Regions from separate parts of the Sus scrofa genome. Here regions 2 and 3 are each linked to region 1. Evidence: chromatin contacts called from public HiChIP or PLAC-seq data. All regions are on one chromosome and are shown on one strand. Each heading gives the region's core, a stretch centred on a gene start, on an enhancer-like site or on the middle of the called end of the contact. The rest is flanking DNA. Distances are from core to core; before and after follow the strand shown.

Region 1 (3,197 bases), core at 18-2,517:
AGAACCAGAATAAATCTGATGCCTCTGTCCCAGGGTGGTGGTGGGGATCCAGACCCTCAAAGGGGCACGTGGCACAGGGCCTGGCATTCAGCAGGTGCTCAGTAAACAGCAGGCGCCGTTATTACCACTGTCCCCACTTGTCCTGCATGTGCCTCTTGTCCGGCCTCCCCAGTGACCCTGATGTCTGCCTCCCGTCCCCTAAACATCTTGGCTGACCTTCTGCGCCTGCTCAGTGCCCTTGGCCATTCTGCAAAATGCCCTCTGGTCAATTGTGTGTTTACCGCAAGTTGAAATCATGTTGATTTCCAAGTCTTTCTTATGCCAGTGGTGCTTGATATCAGAAATGTGTGATTTAGTAGAATATAAACCAGAGTTCCCATGGTGGCTCAGCAGGTTAAGGACCTGAAGTTGTCTCTGTGAAGATGTGGGTTCGATCCCTGGCCTCATTCAGGGGCCATAGTGCCGATCCCCATGGGCTGGCAGCTGCAGCCCCCATTTGACCCCTAGCCTGGGAACTTCCCTTATTTATTAAATAAATAAAAAATAAACACATAAGCCAGCTATCCTCGGGCTGTTTGGTAACAAGGCTCCTTTATGCTCTTAAAAATTACTGACGATCCCAGAGAGCTTTTGTTTACGTGACTAACATGCATCAGTGTACTTACCGTATTAGAAATTAAAGCTGGGAGATGTCTGACGCCCATGAGAGCACAAGCACGTGGTCCAGCAGCAGAGTGAGCCTCGGCCACTGTGTCATCACCTTCATGAGAAAATGAGAGGGCGAAGTTGGTCTCAGTGTGACCAGCAAGAGTTTTGTTTTGTTTTGTTTGCTTTTTAGGGCCGCACCCGCGGCATATGGAGGTTCCCAGGCTAGGGGTCCAATCGGAGCTATAGCCGCCAGCCTGCACCACAGCCACAGCAACACCAGATCCTTAACCCACTGAGCGAGGCCAGGGATCGAATCCACACCCTCATGGATACTAGTTCGGTTCTTTAACCACTGAGCCACAACGGGAACTCCAAGAGTTTCAGTGCTGACTGGTGGGTCTCCTGAGGGTCCCAGGGGTTGCCAACATCCCTGGACCACACTTTGAGAACCACTGATGTAAACAGATGAAATACAAATGCAAAATAGGAGGAAGCTTGAAAAGCAGGTCGGAAGCTTTGGAAAGTCCCAGCACACAGCAGGAAATAATTCTGGGAGAATCAGCTCATCCGCCATGAGCCACTCGGCCTTTGGATGCTTTGCAAGTGGCTTCCAGTTCTCGGGCCCCTTTAGAGAACCAACGCCAGAAACCACAGCTGATTCATCCTGATGTGGTTTCGTCCACAAAGATGACCCCAGAACTCCAATCTGCAGATTCATGGTCGGGCATGGGGTGGGGGGAGGCTTGGCTTTTATTTAATCAAAAGACAAGCGAAGGTACTTTAAATATCTTAAGTAAAAATCAAATGTGTAATGTGTATGTGGTTACGTAGGCTTTCCCCCTTATCCAAGTTGCCCAGTTAACTCTACAATTGGAGAAGCTTCGAGAATTCTGGCCCAACCCTCGCGTCCCGCCCCCGTGGACACCAGCTCCGCACCTCATCCGTGCCTCCCACCATTAAGGCTCTGGCCTCCCAGTTGCGTCACATGATCAATGCTCCATAAACACGTGGGGCAAGACCTGGGGAAGGAACCATCCAAAGAGCAAGGAGCAGCCCCTGACCCCACCCCACCCAAGGCCTGGCCCCGTGCCTTGTGCAAAACAGATGTTCAGAAAATCCTGGCTAAAAAATTAAAGTTTGATTCTTCGCACCCTTTCCAGCTGGAGGGTGTCCCCTTGGTGCCTTGGAGGTCATTAGGCGGGGCTGAGCCCAGAGGTGGGCCATCCACTTCTGAGGTGACGCTGGGCGCCCCCACTGCCAGCCTTGATGTCCACCTGGTCCCAGGAGTGGGAGGCTTAGTCAATTCCGAGCTAAAAGCAGAGGAGAAGCCTCTTCCGGCGGGAGTCCCAGCCATGAGTCCCTTTTGGCAGAATGAAGCCATGTTCATGGCCCTTGCTTTCCCCTAGCAGCCCCAGTCACTGCCCAGACCCTAGACGGGCAGGTCTGCAGAGACCGCTGGCCCAGAAGGCCTAGAGAGGGCTGCCCCATCACTAAGGGCGTCTGAAACGGGGACGACGTATGAAATGCAGACAGGCTGCTGGGGAGGAAGGGAGGGGGCAGGGGCTATGCATTGGCACCATGGTTAAAAACATTGACTTTGAAGTTAAAAAGCAAAAAATCTGAGTTGACATTCTGGCCTTTTCTTTCCGGAGATTGGAGCTGTGTGACCTCAGGCAGGTGTGTAGCCTCTCTGATCTTCAGTTTATGCTTTCATGTACCATTGCCTTGTTAATTCCAACACGCACTCATGAGGCCCATGGACTGCAGATGTGGAAAGGGCCCGTGGTGTCCCCAAGGTTACTTGAACCCGGCTCATCTGGCTCCAGGCCCAGGGCTCACCTCTCCCCACACTGTCCTCTTGGGGGGCCGAGCCTGGTGGGTGCAAGTCAGATGGTCCCTTTCAGGGGAAGAAAGGTAAAGAAGGATGGCTTGGGACTCTGGGAGAAGATGCTGGAAACTTTCCCACCTCGATTCCCCAGACCCAGGTTTTTTCTGCCCAGCGAGAAGGGAATTCCTTAGGGAGGCGAAGGGCTGACCCCTCACCGTGGCCTCCTCACTGTGCGCAGCCTGGGGGAGGACCAGGCTTCAGGCCCACCTGCTTCTAGATCGGACCAAGGCCTGACCTTAAAGGGGCTACTCAGAGCAGGCAGAAGAAAGTCCCAGGAGCCCCAGTGCCTTTGCTGCCCCAAGCAAGGGGTCCTCAGGGCAGGAGAGGAGACCCCTGTGTCTGTACCCCAGGCTCAGATCGGGGCATCCACAGGGAAAGGGCTGATCCTACTCCTTGCTCTGCCCGCCCCCAGGGCACGGTGATGCATACAGGTGCAGCCTGAGCCGGTCCCACCGCGGGAGGACTCAGCCACTCTCAGGCGGCAGCCCAGAGAGCCCGTTCTTCCTCGTGGGCCTGCTGCACTCGCTGAGATGCCACCACTTGTGCCTCTGTGGTGTCCTTGTCACCTGAAGGCTCTCAGGGATAGCAACCGCCAGGCCTCAGGGATCAAGGGCCACCCAGTCTCCCTCTGCCACTTGGGACCTGAGCAGGAGCAGGTTGG
Region 2 (3,378 bases), core at 137-2,636, 310 kb after region 1:
GGTTGCAGATACAGCTCAGATCTGGCGTGGCTGTGGGGTAGGCCGGCAGCTGCAGCTCCGATTGGATCTCTAGCCTGGGAACATTCATATGCTGCCAGTGCGGCCACACAAAGCAGAAAAAATAAAATAAAAATAAAAAAGACATCAAGAAAGTTGGCCCAGAGGACAGGCATGTCAGGGGCCCTCCGAGGTGAGCTGTCCCTGGCCAGGTTGGCTACTGATGGAGAACGAGAAAAAATTGAGACCGTCCAGCAGCCAGGCTTAGCCTCTGGCTGGAACCCACAGGCCTGCCAGAGCTTGCAGGCCTGACTCAGGGGCGTCACCACGTCCAAGGTCACAGGGTCACCACATCCCAGCGTTACTAAGTCACAGCCTTACCACTGGTGCCTCTGGAGGGTTTTCTGGGTCCAGGCCATGGCAGCCGAGAAAATATTTTCCGCAAAGCCATGCCCAGTGACCCACCAGAATCCCCCCGCCCACATAAACATCCCTGGATCCCCGCAGCCCGTCAGCAGGAAAGGTTCATGTGCTTCCCTTAGGGCTTCAACTCTAAACGGTGCCCAGAAATTTTTATAGATCTATTTTTAAAATCAACTCTGGGAGAATTTCCTCATCAGCAGCTGTGGAAGCACAGCCGGGTCCAGGAGCAGGACGACCTGGCCAACCTCCAGCCCCTCCGCCTTCGTCAAACCGTCCCCCTGGGCAGAACACATGTCCCCCCACGCACCACCTCTGCCCGCAGAGGTCATTTCCTGGCAACCAAGACAGCCAACAAGGCTTATCCTTTGCCCCCAAGGAAGCCTTCAGAGCCAGCTGCTTTCATCCAACCCCCCATAAGTATGCTCAGCCAGGGGCAGGCTTCCAGCAGAAGCACCAGCCCGAAGGTGAGCACGGCATACTTTAAAATCCCAATCCGGGAGTTCCCAGTAATGAACCCGACTGGTATCCACGAGGATGTGGGTTCGATCCCTGGCCTCACGCAGAGGGTTAAGGATCCAGTGTTACCGGGAGCTGGGGTATAGGTTGCAGACACGGCTCAGATCCTGCGTGGCTATGGCTGTGGTGTAGGCCAGCAGCTACAGCTCCGATTCGACCCCTGGCCTGGGAACTTCCATAGGCCGTGAGTGTGGTCCTAAAAAAAGTAAAAATAAACAAATGAAATAAAATGCCAACACCACCTACTTCCAGGGCCCTTGAGGCCCAAAGAAATAGTTTCTCTGTCTGAGTTTCCAGGTCCCCAGGGGTCAGGGAGCATGAGAAGGACAGCTCTTGGTGCCAGGCCTGTGACATCATTTCCCCTCCGCATCTGGCTCTGTCACTGTGGAGAAGTTACTTCCCTTCTCTGAGCCTCAGCACCCTCCTCAAAATGAAGGGATAGCACTGACCCCTCTAGCAAGTTCAGCCCAGCCTCCCGAAGCTTGGAGACACGGCTCGGGCCACACCCTGTCCTGGGCCAGGCTCAGCAGGCCTACGGCAAACATTGGCTCCTGACCCCGCAGCCCCCGGCCTGAAGCCTCAGCACCAGAGGAAGGCTGGAGAAAACGGTGCTCTTTTTTTTTCTTTTTTCTTTTTAGGGCCGCACCTGCAGCCTGCGGACCCAGGCTAGGGGTCGAATTGCAGCTGTATCCACCAGCTTACGCCATAGACAAAGCAACACCAGATCCGAGCCCCATCTGCAATCTACTCCGTGGCTTGTGGCCATGCTGGAGCCTTAACCCACTGAGCAAGCCAGGGATCGAACCCCCATCCTCATGGACACTAGTTGGGTTCTTAACCTGCTGAGCCACAACAGGCACTCCAACAGCGCTCATCCTAACAGCCTCAGGAGCCCTCCTTTGCGGATGCTCAGGCCCTGCGGACTGGAATCTGCTAGAATGGTGGATCCAGACTGAAGGGAGCCAGTCCCCGGGGACAATCTGTCCCCACAGGGGCTCCTTCCCCAGGTTGTACAGCATGAGCAGAGGCCCCGAGGGTGGCCTTGGGTCAGTAGGAGCTGGGCCTCACAGGGCGGCAACCTTCTCAGAAAATCCGGAGCACAGCAGCCCCTGGGAGGACTTTGGTCGGGGGATGAGTCCTGGGGTGTTCGCTGCTGGGAGCAGAGAGAGCAAGACGGGCTTTTCTGGGGGAGAAGGACAGTCCTAATGGCAGCCTTTCTGCAGGACATCCTGGCAGCCCGAAGTCCTAGGCCTGGCGCGGGTCTCCGTGCGCTCTCGCCAGGCTCACTCACTTAAAGGTTGATTTCGGCCCTTCGGCAGGGGACGTGGCTGTGGAAGATGCCAACAAGAATCCTGCCCTCCAGAGCTTGCAGACAGACACAAATCAAACCACCAGATGAAAAACTCACCCTCCGTGATAAGCGCTCCCCCAGGGAGACAGAGAGGGGGGTGCCCAGGACGAAAACGACAGAACCTCCCAAGGAAGAGCTTCCTGAAAAGATGCTGGGCCAGGACTCGCAGGTGAGGGGCCCACCCGGCCGAGGGCAGGGCCACAGAAGCGTGGGTGCCCAGGCTCAAGGTGGGATCATAGCTAAGGTCGAAGGAGCTCTTACCTACACCAGGCACGGGTCCCAGGCTTCACAGGTAGTGTATTTCTCTCCAAAACCCAATCAGGGAGCTGCTGCATTTACTCTTCACTGATGGGGAAACTGAGGCACGGTCCAGTTAAGGGACTTGCCCACAATCATGCCACTGGAAATGGAAGCTGGATTTGAACCCGAGTGATCCGGCTCCGCAGGTGGTGCCCCGTCCAAGGTCACTCTGGCCCAGGAATGGCGTGGCTTGCCCTTTAGCTCAGCCCTGAGGCCAACCTGGGTGGCTCAGGGCAGATCCCGAGCTCTGGAATCTGAAGACAGGGTTCAGCTACTCCTGCAGCTTGCTCCTAAAATCAGAGCTGCACGCAAGGACACTATCAGAGCCTGAACACCCACTGCAACGCAGGGCAGCCGTGTGGCTCAGGTGGGGCCCAATCTACCTTGGGCGGGCAGGCGGCTCCCAACTTCCCGAGTTCAATTCCCAGCCCCACCGCTTCCTGGCTGTGCGACCCCGGGGAAGTTACTTACCCTCTCTTTGCCTCAGTTCCCTCCCCTTTAAAACAGAGATGATGGAGTTCCTGCTGCGGCTCAGCAGTAAAGCACTGAGCCACAACGGGAAGTCCAAGACCAGGAGACTCTTAAGAGGCAGTTGATGATGAGGCCCTGCCGGACAGCACAGGGAACTACATCCAGTCAGTTGTGGTAGCAGATAGAAGATGCCGTCCCAGAGTTCCCGTTGTGGCGCAGCGGAAACGAGTCTGACTGAGAACCATGAGGTTGCAGGTTCGATCCTTGGCCTTGCTCAGTGGGTTAAGGATCCAGCGTTGCCATGTGAGCTATGGTGCAGG
Region 3 (3,357 bases), core at 486-2,985, 330 kb after region 1:
CAAGGCCTGGCCTGTGATGGGGTAGGACGCATGAAGATGCTGGCTAGGACCTCAGCTCGGAGAAGACGGGGCTGGATGTGGCCCAGGACCGTCTGCCCTCCCAGCTGAATGAGTTTGTGTTCGCAGGACACAGGAGCGAGGGCAGTGGTATGAGAAAGACTTTTGCCCGAAATGCCTGTCCAGCAGCCTCCCCGTCACCCCCAGACCCTCTGCGCCTTCCTGACACTGCAAGATCCAAGTGCCCGGGGCTTGGTCCTTGACCCTCTTCTCTTGTCTCTCCACCGTCAACCTTGTGACTCTCATCCAGTTTCAAGACCTTAAGACTCTGTATGTCAGAGTTCCTGTTGTGGCTCAGCAGTTAACAAGCACAACTAGGATCCATGAGGACGCAGGTTTGATCCCTGGTCCCACTCAGTAGGTTACGGATCCGGCGCTATCGTGAGCGGTGGTGTCGGTCGGTCGCAGGCACAGCTCTGATTCAACCCCTAGCCTGGGAATTTCCATATGTAGCAGGTGCTGCCCTAAAAAGAAAAAAAAAAAAAAGACTGGATGTCAAAATTTTCCAGAAGCTCCCGTCTCAGTGGTTAACAAATCTGACTAGCATCCATGAGGACACGGGCTCGATCCCAGGCCTTGCTCAGTGGGTGGGGGATCTGGCATTGCTGTGAGCTGTGGTGTGGCTTGCAGGCGCGGCTTGGATCTGGCATTGCTGTGGCTGTGCTGCAGGCCAGCAGCTGTAGCTCTGGTTTGACCTGTAGCCCAGGAACCTCCATGTGCCTCAGTGAGGCCCTAAAAAAGCAAGCAAGCAAGAAAATTCCCGCATTGACCCTTCCAGCCTGATCCCTTCCCTGAACTATCCAGCTGCCTATTCACACATTTCCACTTGGGTGTCTGACAGATACCTCCGTCAGCCCAAAAATGAGTGGCCCAAAAAATCAAGGTTTTGTTTCTCTCTCTCTCTCTCTTTTTTTTTTTTTTTTTTTTTTGCTTTTTGGAGCCACACCCACAGCATATGGCAGTTCCCAGCCTAGGGGGTGAATCAGAGCTGCCACACACAGCCATGCCAGATCCTTAACCCACTGAGTGAGGGCAGGGGTCAAATCCACATCCTCATGGATACTAGTGGGTTCCTTACCACCGAGCCAGCACGGGAACTCCAGGCCTTACTCCTCATGATTCTCTTGGTTGGGAGCTTGGGCAGGGCTCATCTGGGCGGTTCATCTGCTCTGCGTGCTGTCAGCTGGAGTCACTCCCAAGGCTTCATCCTTCCGGGGGCTCAGCTGGGGCTGGAATGTGGAACGAGGTCCTTCTCCCAGGTCTGGAAGTGGGTGCCGCCTGTGTGTCCACCAGCTTCTCCTCTGGGAATCTCTCCCAGCCACTTACAGCTCAGCGCCTGGCTCCCAGAGAGCAAAGCCAAAGCTGCCGGCTCTTCAAGGTGAGGCCAGGAATGAACACGGCCTCCTTTCCCCCCCTCTCTAGAGATCAAAGCGAGTTACAAACCCGGCCCTAATTCAAGGGCGGGGGAGAGGAAGGGAAGCCTTGGCCTCCTGGTGGAACGGGGGGCGGGGGTGGAACAGCAGGGCAGGGCTTGTCCCCCGTCCTCTTTGGAAACTGTCTACCAGGACGAGCCAGACGCCTGGCTGACATCTGCTCCGTCACAAGTCCTGTTGGCTCCGTTCTCAGAAGCCATGTGGGATCTGACCACTTCCCTCCACCCCCACGGTGCCCAGCCTGGTCTGAGTCACCAGCATCCTTACCCCATTTCCTGGTCAGCCTCCCGAGAGAGCTCCCTAGTTCTCCTCTTAGAGTCTCTTCCCAACACAGCAGCTAAGTTGAACGTTCTAACCTTGAGGTCAAATCATGTCACTCTTCTCTTCACCCCTCCCTGTGGCTTCCTGTTTCCCTGGGAGGGGACCCAAAGCCCTTGGGATGGCCCCAAGGGTGCCTGCAACCCCCACGCACCATCTGGCATTACCACTCTGACTTGGTCTCTGACAATCGTGCCCCTCAGGCCCAGCCCTCCAGCCAGCCTGGCCTTTGTCCATCCAGAGAGCGCCCTGCTGCCTGCGAAGCATTCTCTTCACCAGAAGCAGCTACGTGCAGGGCCCAGTGCAAAATGAAAATACAGGCCCTTGGAGAATCTGCTGTGGCTCAGCAGCAACAAATCCAACTAGGATCCATGAGGACGAGGGTTCGATCTCTGGCCCCGCTCAGTGGGTTAAGGATCTGGCGTCGCCCTGAGCTGCAGTGTAGGTTGCAGAGGTGACTCGGGCCTGGTGTTGCTGTGGCTGCGGTGGAGCCTGGCAGCTACAGCTTCGATTCAACCCCTAGCCTGGGAACCTCCATAAGCCACAGGTGTGGCCCTAAAAAAAATAAAAGAAAGAAGATACAGGCCCTTGTTCCAAATGACTACGATTTGCAAGGAGGCAACAGGAGAGCATTAAACCAAGAGCAAGGAAAAGTGCAGAAGGTATTAAACGTGTAATCTGGAGCCCAGGGTCCCCCAGCCCCGGGAGCCCCAAAGGGCCCGTCAGGACTCAAGGCAGAGCCCAGCAGGATGGGGCTGAGGGGCAGCAACACCAGGGCTCTAATGAGAGGCTCACAAAACCTGTGAGTCGGCCACCGCAGGTCCCAACCCTGCGTCTGAGTCGGGCCAGACTTAACGACCTGGGCTGGAGTCGCCACCAACATAAAGAATCTTGTTCCCAGCAATTTTTACAAGGTGTTTATGGCCCCAGGACAACCTGGGGCTGAGACTCAGCTTAGGAGGCGGCTGCCCAGACAATGGGGACAAAGAGTCAGGTCAGCACAGGGCCCTGCAGAGCCGAGGCCATTCACCCCCTATGCAGGACGGGGGATTGGACCCTCACCCTGTTACCTGGCAGCCCCCCACCCACCACTCAACCTTGAGAAACACCTTCCCCCCCAGCAGACCAGAGTGGGTACCCCACACTGTACCCAGATTCCTGGGGTCTGGGAGGTCTACCCCCACCAGTGTTTAAACACAGCCCCAGAAAACACCAAAAACAAGGGGGTGGGGTCTCTGAGTCACTGCCCCCAACAGCACCAAGGACCCTGGGAATGCTCTCTGCTCCCACAGGCCTCCCCATCAACTCGATCAGCCCACATGCTTCATAACAGTTCATCCAATGTTGCATTCCCGCTACTCAAGCACAGCCGTCACAAGGGTCCAAGGTGCGTGAGCTAAGCGCCCACACGGATGCGATTCAAGCATTTTACTTGAAGGCAGCTACCATTTACTGGGAACTTAACATGTGCTGGACTCGGGGAAAGGGCTTTGCGTGAATGATGTCATTCAGGCCTCACAGCACCTTGGGAGGTAAGCTTATCATCCTC

Evidence for each region. HiChIP or PLAC-seq counts read pairs in DNA pulled down with a chosen protein or histone mark.
Region 2: a contact with region 1 is called in an H3K27ac HiChIP or PLAC-seq map of alveolar macrophages. The contact joins two enhancer-like sites. A contact is called at or near these places in 2 of 2 datasets of contacts at active chromatin or transcription factors (alveolar macrophages and skeletal muscle).
Region 3: an H3K27ac HiChIP or PLAC-seq map of alveolar macrophages shows a contact between it and region 1. The contact joins two enhancer-like sites. A contact is called at or near these places in 3 of 5 promoter capture datasets (fetal liver, fetal skeletal muscle and liver), 25 of 47 Hi-C or Micro-C datasets (adipocytes, alveolar macrophages, blood and 13 more) and 2 of 2 datasets of contacts at active chromatin or transcription factors (alveolar macrophages and skeletal muscle).

Annotation. Positions count from the first base shown.
Region 1 is chr14:133,454,469-133,457,665 of Sscrofa11.1, forward strand. No RefSeq gene overlaps it. Among named protein-coding and RNA genes, the nearest start is that of CPXM2, 80 kb to the left of the region's middle. Within about 2 kb of position 1,268, at least 5 of the 83 cell types and tissues checked have an H3K27ac peak or open chromatin away from gene starts, as enhancers often do. A contact at or near this core is called in alveolar macrophages and retroperitoneal adipose tissue, where this site is marked.
Region 2 is chr14:133,764,750-133,768,127 of Sscrofa11.1, forward strand. No RefSeq gene overlaps it. Among named protein-coding and RNA genes, the nearest start is that of OAT, 58 kb to the right of the region's middle. Within about 2 kb of position 1,387, at least 17 of the 83 cell types and tissues checked have an H3K27ac peak or open chromatin away from gene starts, as enhancers often do. A contact at or near this core is called in alveolar macrophages, where this site is marked.
Region 3 is chr14:133,780,601-133,783,957 of Sscrofa11.1, forward strand. No RefSeq gene overlaps it. Among named protein-coding and RNA genes, the nearest start is that of OAT, 42 kb to the right of the region's middle. Within about 2 kb of position 1,736, at least 12 of the 83 cell types and tissues checked have an H3K27ac peak or open chromatin away from gene starts, as enhancers often do. A contact at or near this core is called in alveolar macrophages and retroperitoneal adipose tissue, where this site is marked.